Linked DNA regions of Rattus norvegicus: region 2 is linked to region 1. The links are chromatin contacts, called in public Hi-C maps. All regions are on one chromosome and are shown on one strand. The core of a region is the stretch at or near the end of the contact, and the rest is flanking DNA. Distances in the headings are between cores, read along the strand shown.

What was found. Hi-C and Micro-C count contacts between places; a contact is called where the count stands out from the background.
Region 2: a Hi-C map of psoas muscle shows a contact between it and region 1, with 1.8 times the contacts expected there. The contact joins two enhancer-like sites.

Annotation. Positions count from the first base shown.
Region 1 is chr11:70,605,869-70,611,446 of GRCr8, forward strand. All of the region lies in intron 9 of Zbtb20 (zinc finger and BTB domain containing 20), which reads right to left. Among named protein-coding and RNA genes, the nearest start is that of Mir568, 49 kb to the left of the region's middle. Within about 2 kb of position 2,758, at least 58 of the 93 cell types and tissues checked have an H3K27ac peak or open chromatin away from gene starts, as enhancers often do.
Region 2 is chr11:71,110,338-71,115,915 of GRCr8, forward strand. The region is part of intron 3 of Zbtb20 (zinc finger and BTB domain containing 20); the gene reads right to left. Among named protein-coding and RNA genes, the nearest start is that of Zbtb20, 180 kb to the right of the region's middle. Within about 2 kb of position 2,879, at least 9 of the 93 cell types and tissues checked have an H3K27ac peak or open chromatin away from gene starts, as enhancers often do.

The DNA of each region.
Region 1 (5,578 bases), core at 1,508-4,007:
GTTTGATTCTTATGGTATTCCCTAACAGAATCTTTGTACTGATTCAAGAGCCTGGTCATTTTGCCAGTTTCCACATATATTATATATTGTATTCATGGCTCACTTGGGGGTTGGTGATGGACTCTAGGATGTGCAAGACTAGTGAAGTACCACTGTGTCATGGTCTCCCGCCTGCATTCATCCCACACTCTCTCCTGCTATTTTATAACAAGTTCTGAAGTTAGTGGGCTTTCCCACTCACCAAACCTTACAACCTTCCATGAAACTTATTCTAAGTTCTCCTTTTCCTGGGACATTTCACATGATTACTCAAGTGTATGCTGAGTTCTTTCTTTTCCTGCTTTCCACTGGCTTGGAGGTATAAGTAGAACTATTAAATTTTAGTTTGTTGTTATAGAATGAGAAAAAGTTTAGAAGAGTCCTCTTCCTCCTCCTGTAGGTCGGAAGTATTGAGGGACATGGTCTCCCTCATCCAAGGGAGATGTGGTTTCAGGGTTTATTAATCCCTAAAAGGAAGGGTTTTTGTTCTCAATTTGGTCTTCTAAAAGGAATTAATTTGAGCTCTTTCTAGGATATGAAGGAGGGAAGGGAGTCTGGTGCCTTGAAATTAGATTGAGGTGATATTACTGAGAAGAAAAATCATCTTCTTCCTTTAAAATATTAAAGGCAACCAAACATGGTGGCTCATGTCTGTGGTTACAACATTCTGGAGGCTGAGGTGGAAGATTTCTCAGTTCAAGCTATGTGGTAAGACCCTATCTCAGCAAAGGCTCTCACAAACAAAACTGAAGGAAATCAACTCGTACCTAACGCTTTGTGGGGAATGGCTTTGCGTAGTTTTGGGGACTAGACACAAAGAGGCACTGACTACTTTACGAGCAATAGTGATCTTAGGGACTTAGGTTCCCTGTTGAGGGCACCTATAATCACAGTGAGTGAAACAATTCCTAGAACTCAAAAGGACCAGACTCAGCTGCATCTTTGTGGAGAGTTGAGCAATGGCAACTACAAAGCTCACGATGGACCAAGGATCTGACCTCTTCCCTGGACTTCCCATGTATTGTACAAACCTGGGGATGGGAAGACAGTCCTGAGACTTCTTTTGACTTCTATATAAACCGTGTACACAGCAGTCTTAGGTTTAACTTTCTTGAGATAAACAAGGAAATGGTTTGCATACTAGAATGTTTAGGAATAAATCTGTACTCTATACACATACTAGATAATTTATAATGACAGTAAATTAATGCCTCCTCCATTTTCACTTGTCTTACTGTGTATGTCTACCTTACCCAATGCAACTACAAGGACAACTATAACTACAACTGAAAGAACACAGGTTGCTAACTGGATCTCTGATGCTGTCCCACACACTCCCTCAAAGCGGTAGGTGTTCTCTAAGTGACTGGTTATTTCTCCATTACACTGTACAGACACGGCTGAGAGCACAGGAGTTCAGGGTCCATTTTCTCTGAGGTGAGTCTACCCGTTGTTCCAGGAGGTCCTTCTAATCTCTGGTGGCCCACGTCTGGTTTTCCTTTTGGGTTTTGTTTTTAATTTCCTTGCCCTCTCATTAGTTAATAACCGTGGTTCTCTCTTCACTATGAACTTATGGTTTAAAGCAATTGGTTTATGAATTTACCTCACTTCTTTTAAACCACACTCATCTGTTTATTATTTCTGATCTGTGCCAAGTTATTCTCAACTTCCTGACTCCATCTGTCCTAAGGAATATTCTACCAGGCCCTTCTGCCACTGAAGATTCAGTGGACCCCAAAGATGAGCCATGCTTATACAAAAGGGAAAGAGACACACATTCTGGGACCTGAGGTAGAAAATTATCAGGCTCAACCCTTGCCTGACCCAAGGAAAGCAGTGCTTGGTGGTAGATGCTGGAAGCCTCTGTCAATGCGTGCTGACAGCTGTTCGTCATGTTTGTGTTAACAGTGGCGAGGATTGTTTAGAATATTTTCACTTGCTGGCCACTGGGTGTCCTCATTTACAAAGTAAATATGCAACATTTAGAGCAGGTCACCAGGGAGAATAAAAGCCACTAGTCTTCTCTTTGGCTTTTCACACACTGGGTCTAAATTTATTGCTAAACTCACAACCAGGTTGTATATTAGTAATGTTTAAAAGTTTTCAGGTCAAGCTGCTAAAAGTTCTTAAATTGAAAACAAGTTATTCAGTGTCCAGACAGGAATTTCAAAGGCTGTTTCTTCACAGAAGGGACTGTGATCCAGCCATTAGAATGAGCCCTTATTCCTCTGAAAGCTGGCATGAGACTGTGACTATCTGCAGAGATCCAGCACAGAGAAGCAGAGAAGATTGTAATTTATTCCTGAAAAGAGAGAGAACACCAAATATCTCTATGGGATATTTGTTAGATTCTTTTTTTTTTTTTTAATCCTGACTTTTCTGAAAACTAATTAAAAATAATAATGAGAAAGATAAAATATGTCCTTTGTCTGAGAAGCCCAAAATAACGTGAAAAATAGCACAACGTGCTGGGTCAGCATCATGACTATTAATCATTTCCCATTTAAAGGCAGAGAACTGAGTCGTGCCTTTGTAGACCAGTTATTTCATCTATAAATGAAGACGTTTATGCTCCACGGGGATGTCTTGGGAGAAGCTGAACAGAGTCTTAAGGCACACTGGGCTCCTGGGATGAGAGAGTGTGCATGAGACAGACTGAGGACATTAAGAACAACTGCGGTTGCATCACAGCTGTGTGTGACTCGTCTCTGATGGCAGATAGGAATCACGGCCAAAGCTCGTACAGCCAACAACTATTTCCTGGCTTGGTCATTCCAGGGCGCTGAGGTCGACATGCTCTTGCAACTATTTTCTATGCGTGGTGATCTGATTTTCTGCTTTTCCACAACTCTCACTGTCGCCTCACTTTGCTTATAGTTCTGAAGGAATTCTTTCCTTTTCATGCCAGAAAATATTTCTGCCTTGCAATCCTGTTAATTCCTCAAAGTGGAGACAGAACTACTATTAAGGGTAGAAGGGGACTTGCCTTCAAATGTCATCCTTGGCTAATTAGCTAATCTTTCTCAGAAGTAAACTTCACTGGGGTAATTTTTTCACTAGTGTACATCTCAGCTTAATTATTATTCTCTGGCATGCCATTTTGGTATATAAATTATCAACATGATTCTGCGCCATAACTGGTAATTTATACAGATAATATCAGGGAAAGAGGAAGCTCTCTGAGCTATTCACTGCTTTTCAGAGCCATTCTTGGCTTTACCGGCTTGGCTTACTAGGCCTTTTTGTTTGTAAGAGACCACCCACTCCTGCCGCCAGGACCGAGATCTGCGGCTCTTAATCAGTGGTTAAGTGCACAACAATGCACAATAGCTCGGTCACTCTCACCCTGTGACTGTACAAAGGCTTCACAATGCCTTTGCAGTGGATGGAGACATCTCCCCTGTAGTCTGAAGATCTTTAAGTTCCTCGGATTTAGACTATTCCCCAAGTCTTTAATTAGTAGAGTCATGTTTGAACTACTGTAACCCCAAAGACACATATCTGCAGCGTCCTTCTGATCATATTTTACTCTAAGCACTTTCCCATTTTGGCTTCCTTGGTTTGCTCCTCTAATTTCACTTTCAGAACTTCTCGAAGCTCAGTGGCTGAACGTTACACAGCACGGGCCTTATCTGATGTGCCGGCGCCTGGTGTGGCCTAAGACACACTGGTGTTTTGTTCTTATAGTATGGGACTGATGTTCTGAAACCTTGACTCCAACACAAAGCAGATCCTTAGCTCATTTTAAGTGTCTCTCTTCTTCCCTCCCAGCCTCTTCCTACCCACCCCGACACTTCCTTAGTCTTATGTGCTGGCGGCAGATGGCTACCATATTCCGAAGCTGAGTATATACAAAATCCTGCCGAGGAGAACAGAGTGCCTTCAAAGTTAGCCTTTCTATTCAAGTGGATGGCAGAGGCTTCAGGAGCAGAGGACTCCTCTCTCGTTCACTTAGTGCTCTGTTCATTCGGCCAGGAATTTGTTTTCTCACATCTTTTTACTGTCCAGCCAGTCGAAGGAGGGTGGGTGTGAAGCAACTCTCCTGAGGGCCCCTGCAGCAGGAGGGCCCTAAGATTCTATGCCAAGCTCTTATTTCCCTGGGCCAGCTCTGCCTGCTGCTGATCAAATCATTCCGTTCCCAGGGGAGGAGCTTGGGAGCACTATGTGTGGGGGCTGGATGTCTCAAGAACTGCCTCCTTGCTATACTAACAGTCATATGCTGTATTTGCCAGGCAAAGACTGGACCTAGGAAGACGATGAGACAAGAAAGAATGGTTGGAGCAGAAAACTGTTCCACTCAGCAGTAATGGAAGGTGGAAGTGGGGAAACCTTTCTTTTTAGTTACTGCAAGGTTTTCTAGAGCTTTCACCCAATCATCTGTTTGAGCATCTCGTGAACAACATCTATTTCCATGATATCTATGAAAAAACAGGCACCAGATTATATTACAAAGTTGACCTTAACCCTGCCATATTGCTATGAAAATCAAAACATGTAGCGGTCTATGCTCAGGAGAAAGCACTCTGTTTTCCCAGCATACAAACCTAAGGGTATCTGGGACTCACTTTTGTTATGTAGGTCTGCTGAGTGGAAAAATTCAATTCAATTTCATAGCCCTGCAATATGCTCAGTAATACAGTTCCCTGAGCTGCCCTGTCTCCTTCAGCCATCCATTCTGCAAACACTTGCTCAGCACCTACTACGGCTAAGCACTTCACTGGATCCTAGAGATTCAGCAGTGGACAGGACCCGAGTTCTGCACTTGGGACTTCTACCCAGAGAAAATAAGCATTCAATGTTTTAGCTGGGGCTGAAGACTCAGTGGTACAGTGACTGCCTAGCAAGTGTGGGGCAACAGGTCCATTTCCCAGGATGACAAAAATGAGTGTATGAATAAGTAAATAATAAATCATTAAAATAAGGTGTTCCGAAAGTTGGCAAAGGAGCCTTTAGATAGCTCAGTGAATGAAGATCCTTGCTACTCCACCTGATGACCTGAATTCAATTCATGTCTCCCTGTGGTAGAAGAAAAGAACCCATAAGTTATTCCCTGGCCTCTACTCACATGCTGTGGCATATGTGTGTGCCCCCTCCTTACGTGCAATAATTTTTTTTAAGCTGCCAGAGAATGGATGTTATGGCTAAGCTCGTTCTAATTGGATTTTAGGCTTGCTCCAAGGAGGGACTTCATACCCACTACAGTAAACTTTGTCAAGGGCTTGTGGCTGGGAGATCACTCGTCCTCGGGAAACACACTACCATCACTTGGATAAATAGGACAAGTGGTCACACTGCCTCCTGAACAGTCATATTTATACACAGGCCAGTGCTGCCTTCATCAGGGAGATTTGTGTTTGCGGTATGCAGTGGTGAAGCAGGCACATAACCGGTTGCAGTGCTGAGGATAGGGAAGGTAGAGTGCTTGACTGCAATGGGACATCGACCGCCCTCTCCAAGACTCAGGAAGCATCAAGAAGGGGAAGAGGCAGAGGACTGGAAGGGGTTGCAAAGGGGTGATGTATGCTAGAGATGACGTATC
Region 2 (5,578 bases), core at 1,629-4,128, 500 kb after region 1:
CTTTCCTCTAATAGTAATAATTGTATGAAAGATACCTTTACTGTCTATATTCTTGCTTTTTGAATTTCCCAAATAGTTTTACACTGAATTTGTTATGGCTAGAATATAAAAATATATGATTAATGTTTACATATGATTGAATAATATTAAAAATAGAGCTAAGGAGGTAGCACAGAAATGAAGAGCAGTGGCTGTGTTCTCAGAAGACTAAAGATCAATTCCCATTACCCACATAACAGCTCACAGTTATTCACAATGCCAAGTCCAGGGGACCAACATCCCTTACTGATCTCTGTGGGTACTGGACACGCACATGGTACACAGCTGTACATGTAGGCAAAGCACTCATATACTCAAAAATAATAAAAAGTTAAGTTGAAAGTAGAAGAAGAATTAGTGACATGACTGATTGCATGACACAGCCTTTACCCCTCCTGTCATCAAACCATCAGAAACACATGGTAAGCCGGATAAGGTTCTTTTTATTGCTAAACATTATGCTTTGTAACTGCTTTTTCATAAAACATTGTAAAGACACCAGCTATTAGAATTCTTAGCCTAAGCTCCCTTTAAAGCTAAACAAAATCATATGAAAAGATTGCCTTTTAATAATGACTACATGAAGCCAACTTTTCAAGACACAAATAAATTTATTTATCACCTGGTTATTGCATCTCGTAATAAATTACAATGTTCAAATTTTTATTTCATTTGTTCAGTTATAGGGTCTTACTGATAAGTGCTTTTCTTAAGTAAGTGAAATTAACATTACCATATGAACTGTATTTGCTGTTAAAAGTATCTCACTAGGGGTTTGATTTATTCTATGATGCTTTCACTGATTTAATCATTGCTTAGACAATCAAAATATAATAATTTATTCTTGTAAAGGAGAGAATTTCTTGGGAAGTCCTGTGTCACGAACAGTAGACATCAGTGACTGCTAAACCCATGTCAATTCTGACATTTCAATTCTCAGTATAATACTGTATTTTCTTCTGCCTCTGTGCTCTTTCTTCCTAAGAAGTTTATGGGGAAAAAATGGGAGCTTTTTTTTTCATTTCAAGTGAAAAATAAAACTGCTACTTTTATTCAAAAACAAGAGTTAATGCATTTTGAAAGTACATAGAATGTAAAATTTAGGAAAATCAAAACATAAATATTAACTAAAAGATTGCACCACAAATATGTTACAAGAAAATATAACTAAGTTCTCTACACTTGAGTTCTAAGTCACAAAGTAAATGAGCAGTGAGTACAAATGTATAAAAATACTATAGGGCAAAAAGAAATTAATAACGAAAAGTATGAACACAAAGATCACTTTTTCTATGTACTTAAAAAAATGAGATTGTAATTTAATTACAACGCTCATTTCCCTTCACTTTCCTCCCTCCAACACACATAGCAAGACACACACACACACACACACACACACACACACACACACACACACCCATTCTCTTTTTCTCTTAAACTCATGGCCTCTCTTATTGTATTGCATGCATATATGCGTATGTATATTGCATATATATAGCATATATATTGCTAAATATAAACTATGGAGTCCACAGAATGTTACTTGCATGTGTACTTTCAGGCTTAAAATTTTGACACTGGACAACCAACTGGTGTGCTCTTCCTGAGGGAAGAGCACCTCGCCAGCTCTCTGCATTACTCAGGCAAACTTAACTTTCAATAACACACAAAAAGCTTTTTGGAAAAAAAAACGAAAACAAGGAAAAATATAAATCATTTAACAGATAATAGGAAAAAATCTAAATATGCAATGAACTTTTAAAAATATCGTGAAATCTGATATAAACTGGACATAAGACAATGATGAAATATAATTTTCATTCTTCCAGTAAGATAAAAGACTGCTAATACTTTATACTACTGCGACTGTAGGAAACTAGGAATGTATTGTTTATAGGCACAACACAACGATGTTTTTATGATTTACGGGTTTTTTCATAGTTTTTTTAGCTCTAGAGTGCCTGTTTTTTATTTATTTGTTTATGTATTTGCTTTTTAACAGGATCTCGCCTTGTAACTCTGGATATCTGGTAACTTGCTCTGTATAGACAAGACTTGCCTTGAGCCCACTGAAGTCTGCCTGCCTCTGCCTCTGCCTCTGCCTCTCCAGTGCTAGAATTGAAGGCCCACGCCACTAAAGCCAGCCTTAGAACAATACTTTTGAAGGTAAAATTTTAGAAACAAATAGCAAAGTATTTGAACACTGACTCCATTTGATTTTAAAGTTCAGTTATGTAGATTGCTAGATGAACTGCACGCTTTGATGAGTAAGGTAAGTTGATAAAGCCATTATTTTCTCTACATACTTTCATGAATCCCCCAACCTTTCAAACACTTAGAAAATAGGAGTGAGCAACATTGTTTAGTGCCCTGATGAAATTGAAGGAACCCCTCTGTAAGAGATCAATGCACTGTGGAACTTCTCACAGCATACCTGTCTCCCTCCAGAGAGGCCTTCAGTTTGCTGTGGCCATTCCCTCTCTTGTAGAACAACTGGATTAGCTGATAAGATACTCTGTAAGTTACCTAAGAGCTCTTCAGTTTCTGCTTTTAGCAGCTCACAATCTGATACAGATGGTAGAAAAATACATTGAAAAATTTAAATATCAATTTTGAGTATCTAGATCTCCTGAAATGAACAAGTATCTATTTAGTGTTTTGTGTGCAGACTGTAACCATGTTTTTGTAACAAAAGCAAATAATGTAGCTGCTGAAAAATGTGGCAAACTGAATAAATTAAATATTATTTTAAATGCTACATTGCTGCCTGCATGAGCAGTGCTTCTAGGTCTCAGTTCAGCTCTGCCAAGGTGGTGAGACTTGCCAAGCAGGATTGATGTGAAGGGCGTGTGCTGTACTCTGCACGGCCTGCCAGCCCACGGATACAGCTCAACTCTTACTGTGCGCTGATACATGCTCACATACATGCATTTCAGGGAGGCAGGAAGTGTCAAAGTTAGTCTGAAAGCCATGTATGTATTTTCACCAGCACTCATTTAAAAGCCATAGTCTACAAGAGGACATGTTTCCAACTCATAAGAACCACCCTCTATTTTGTTTTTCATATATTGAGTCCTCAATATAGTAACAGCCTTTGTCCATGGTGACTTAACACTCTAGATGTATGGGCAGATCTTCTTTACAGGCTCTTATCTCAGGAACAAGTTGGATGGTAATTTTTATGTATTGTAAATTATGTATTATTGTATTTCTGGAAAGCCAAGTAGTACACTCCTTCATTTCAGATTTTATAATGGAGATAGAAAGAGTTATAAGAATTTCCTTAGTAAGGTTAATTTTTAACCAATAACAATGCTGATATTAAACACAGGACAGTTTATTTTGCAAACTGGGATATTTTTCGCCTCTTCAAGATTACACTGAGTGTGTTTTAGTTTCTTGAGTAAAAATGATATATCTTGATATCTACACACTTAGCAGTCTGTGGGCTGGTTTTATCCCTCTGCTACATTTTCACCGCAGACGTGCTCCTTCCCTCTGTCTGGTCCCACATTCCCACGTCATGTTGTTCACTGAGCCAATAATGAGGTGCACACAGCATTGATTATAGATGTGAAACTCAGGGAACAATATCCTGCCATCAGGTTCTCACCAAATACTTTTATCTTCTTATATAGTAATAATTTAATTGTGAATGAAGCATTTGTAGAAATTTTTCTTTCAGGACAAAACTGTAGGTGAGAGTAAGTTCCGTTCAACCTCCCTGGGGGGATAACTATAAGTTCATAAACAATTCTGCGCTAAATTGTAGGCTATCATGAGATGAACAGTAAAAATAAAACACCTATGACTATTCCTTTATAGATCCTATAGATCAACCTTCTATCTACTTTCAGTCTTTATATGCAGAAAAAGAAGACAAGGTGATAATATTACTTTCAGGTAATTGATCAGGCTGGCGACATGGCTCAGCAGCTAAGAGCTCTGGCTGCTCTTCCTTTGATACCAGGACTCACCCAGCCTCCTCTGACACAGCCCATAGAGCCTGTACATGCAGGCAAGGCACCCAAACGCATAAAATAAAAATTAATATATCTTGTGTATTAGGAGAAAGAAATGATTGAAGAATGATTAATTACAGACAAATTAATACCAGGACTTCCCTCCTTGCCACGGTTACACTGACTCGCATACTCAATACACAGGCCAGGGCAGCCTGTAAAACTGCAGTCATCAGCTATCTCTAGTCCTTCCCATGACTGGCTCCTTTACATTGTGCAGAGATTGGGTGCTATATCCTCTGAAATGCTAGTCATGACTCCACTCCCCATCTCCATCCATTGTCCATCCTTCTACCCACTGGGTGTCATGAATACTACCTCTGACATTATGAATACATCCTATTTACCTGTTTCTTATTAGTTTAGTAGTCTACACATACCCACTCCAGTTACCATGTTACCTTAGATACAAAACATGGGACCTTTCTCTACTTATTCAGAATTCTGAGGCCTGGGATCAAGCCTGATCTACATCAGAAATAAATCTGCATTCTAGCAACTTGGTGACAAGTCTGAAATTTCAACTACTTGAGGAAAAGTGACAAGATCAAAACCAGTGTGAATAATTGTCTTAAATAAACAAAAACCTAAACAAAATAACAACAGCAACAACAAAACAGCCTAGGAGCAAGGCCAGGGATAGAACTCACTGGGAAAGTGCGTATATGAGGCCCTACACTCAATCATCAGTCCCCCCCCAAAAAAACAAGAAACTATAACATAGCAAAACAAAATATTTTTCTCTGGTTCTAGAACAAGATAAACTAATGCATGTTTACTATATTAATATGTTGGGTGGAAATCAGAGTTGGATATTTATAAATTCAAATTTTCATTTTATCTTTTTTCCTCTAGCAAAGAAGTCTAATGCTTAGCTCTTTTCTACTGTAGAAATATGCTTTCACTGAATATTAGTTCACCCAGTAAGGTATTTTGTTCAATAGTTAATGTAGTAATAATCATATAATATCTCACTAATTGTTTTAAATTTTTTAATTCAAAATTCTTGACTTAAAGTTCTGATTATGAAGTGGGAAGGGTTAACAAATGCTTCAGTAGTATTTCCAACTATTCCTGGAATACTGAACTCTGCTGTCTTCGACTATCTTCAAACAAAGAGTAATCTAAAACTTCCTTACCAAAAAAGAAAAAAAACAAAAAAACAAACAAACAAACAAACAAAAAACAATGACTCCTTTTATTAGGATCAATTTGGGAGAAGTAGAAAGAACACAAGTTTCTGTGCTGCTCAAACTCTCTCAGTCACTCACTGGCTATATAACTGAGCTAAGCCCTGCAGTTCTCTCCTGCAAACACAACCCTGTCCTGGTCACTAGAGGAATATGTATTTTGTATATATGGCCTTAAAATAAAGTCCTAGCAAATGTTACATACAGTGATCAGATCGCCCTAGAGTTTCAAAGGCAATGGTGCTAATCCACAGGTGCATACTGCCTGTCTCAGAGAGGACAAAATGGGGTGTCAGTAAGATCATGAGGACGTCATTCCCGTTTTAG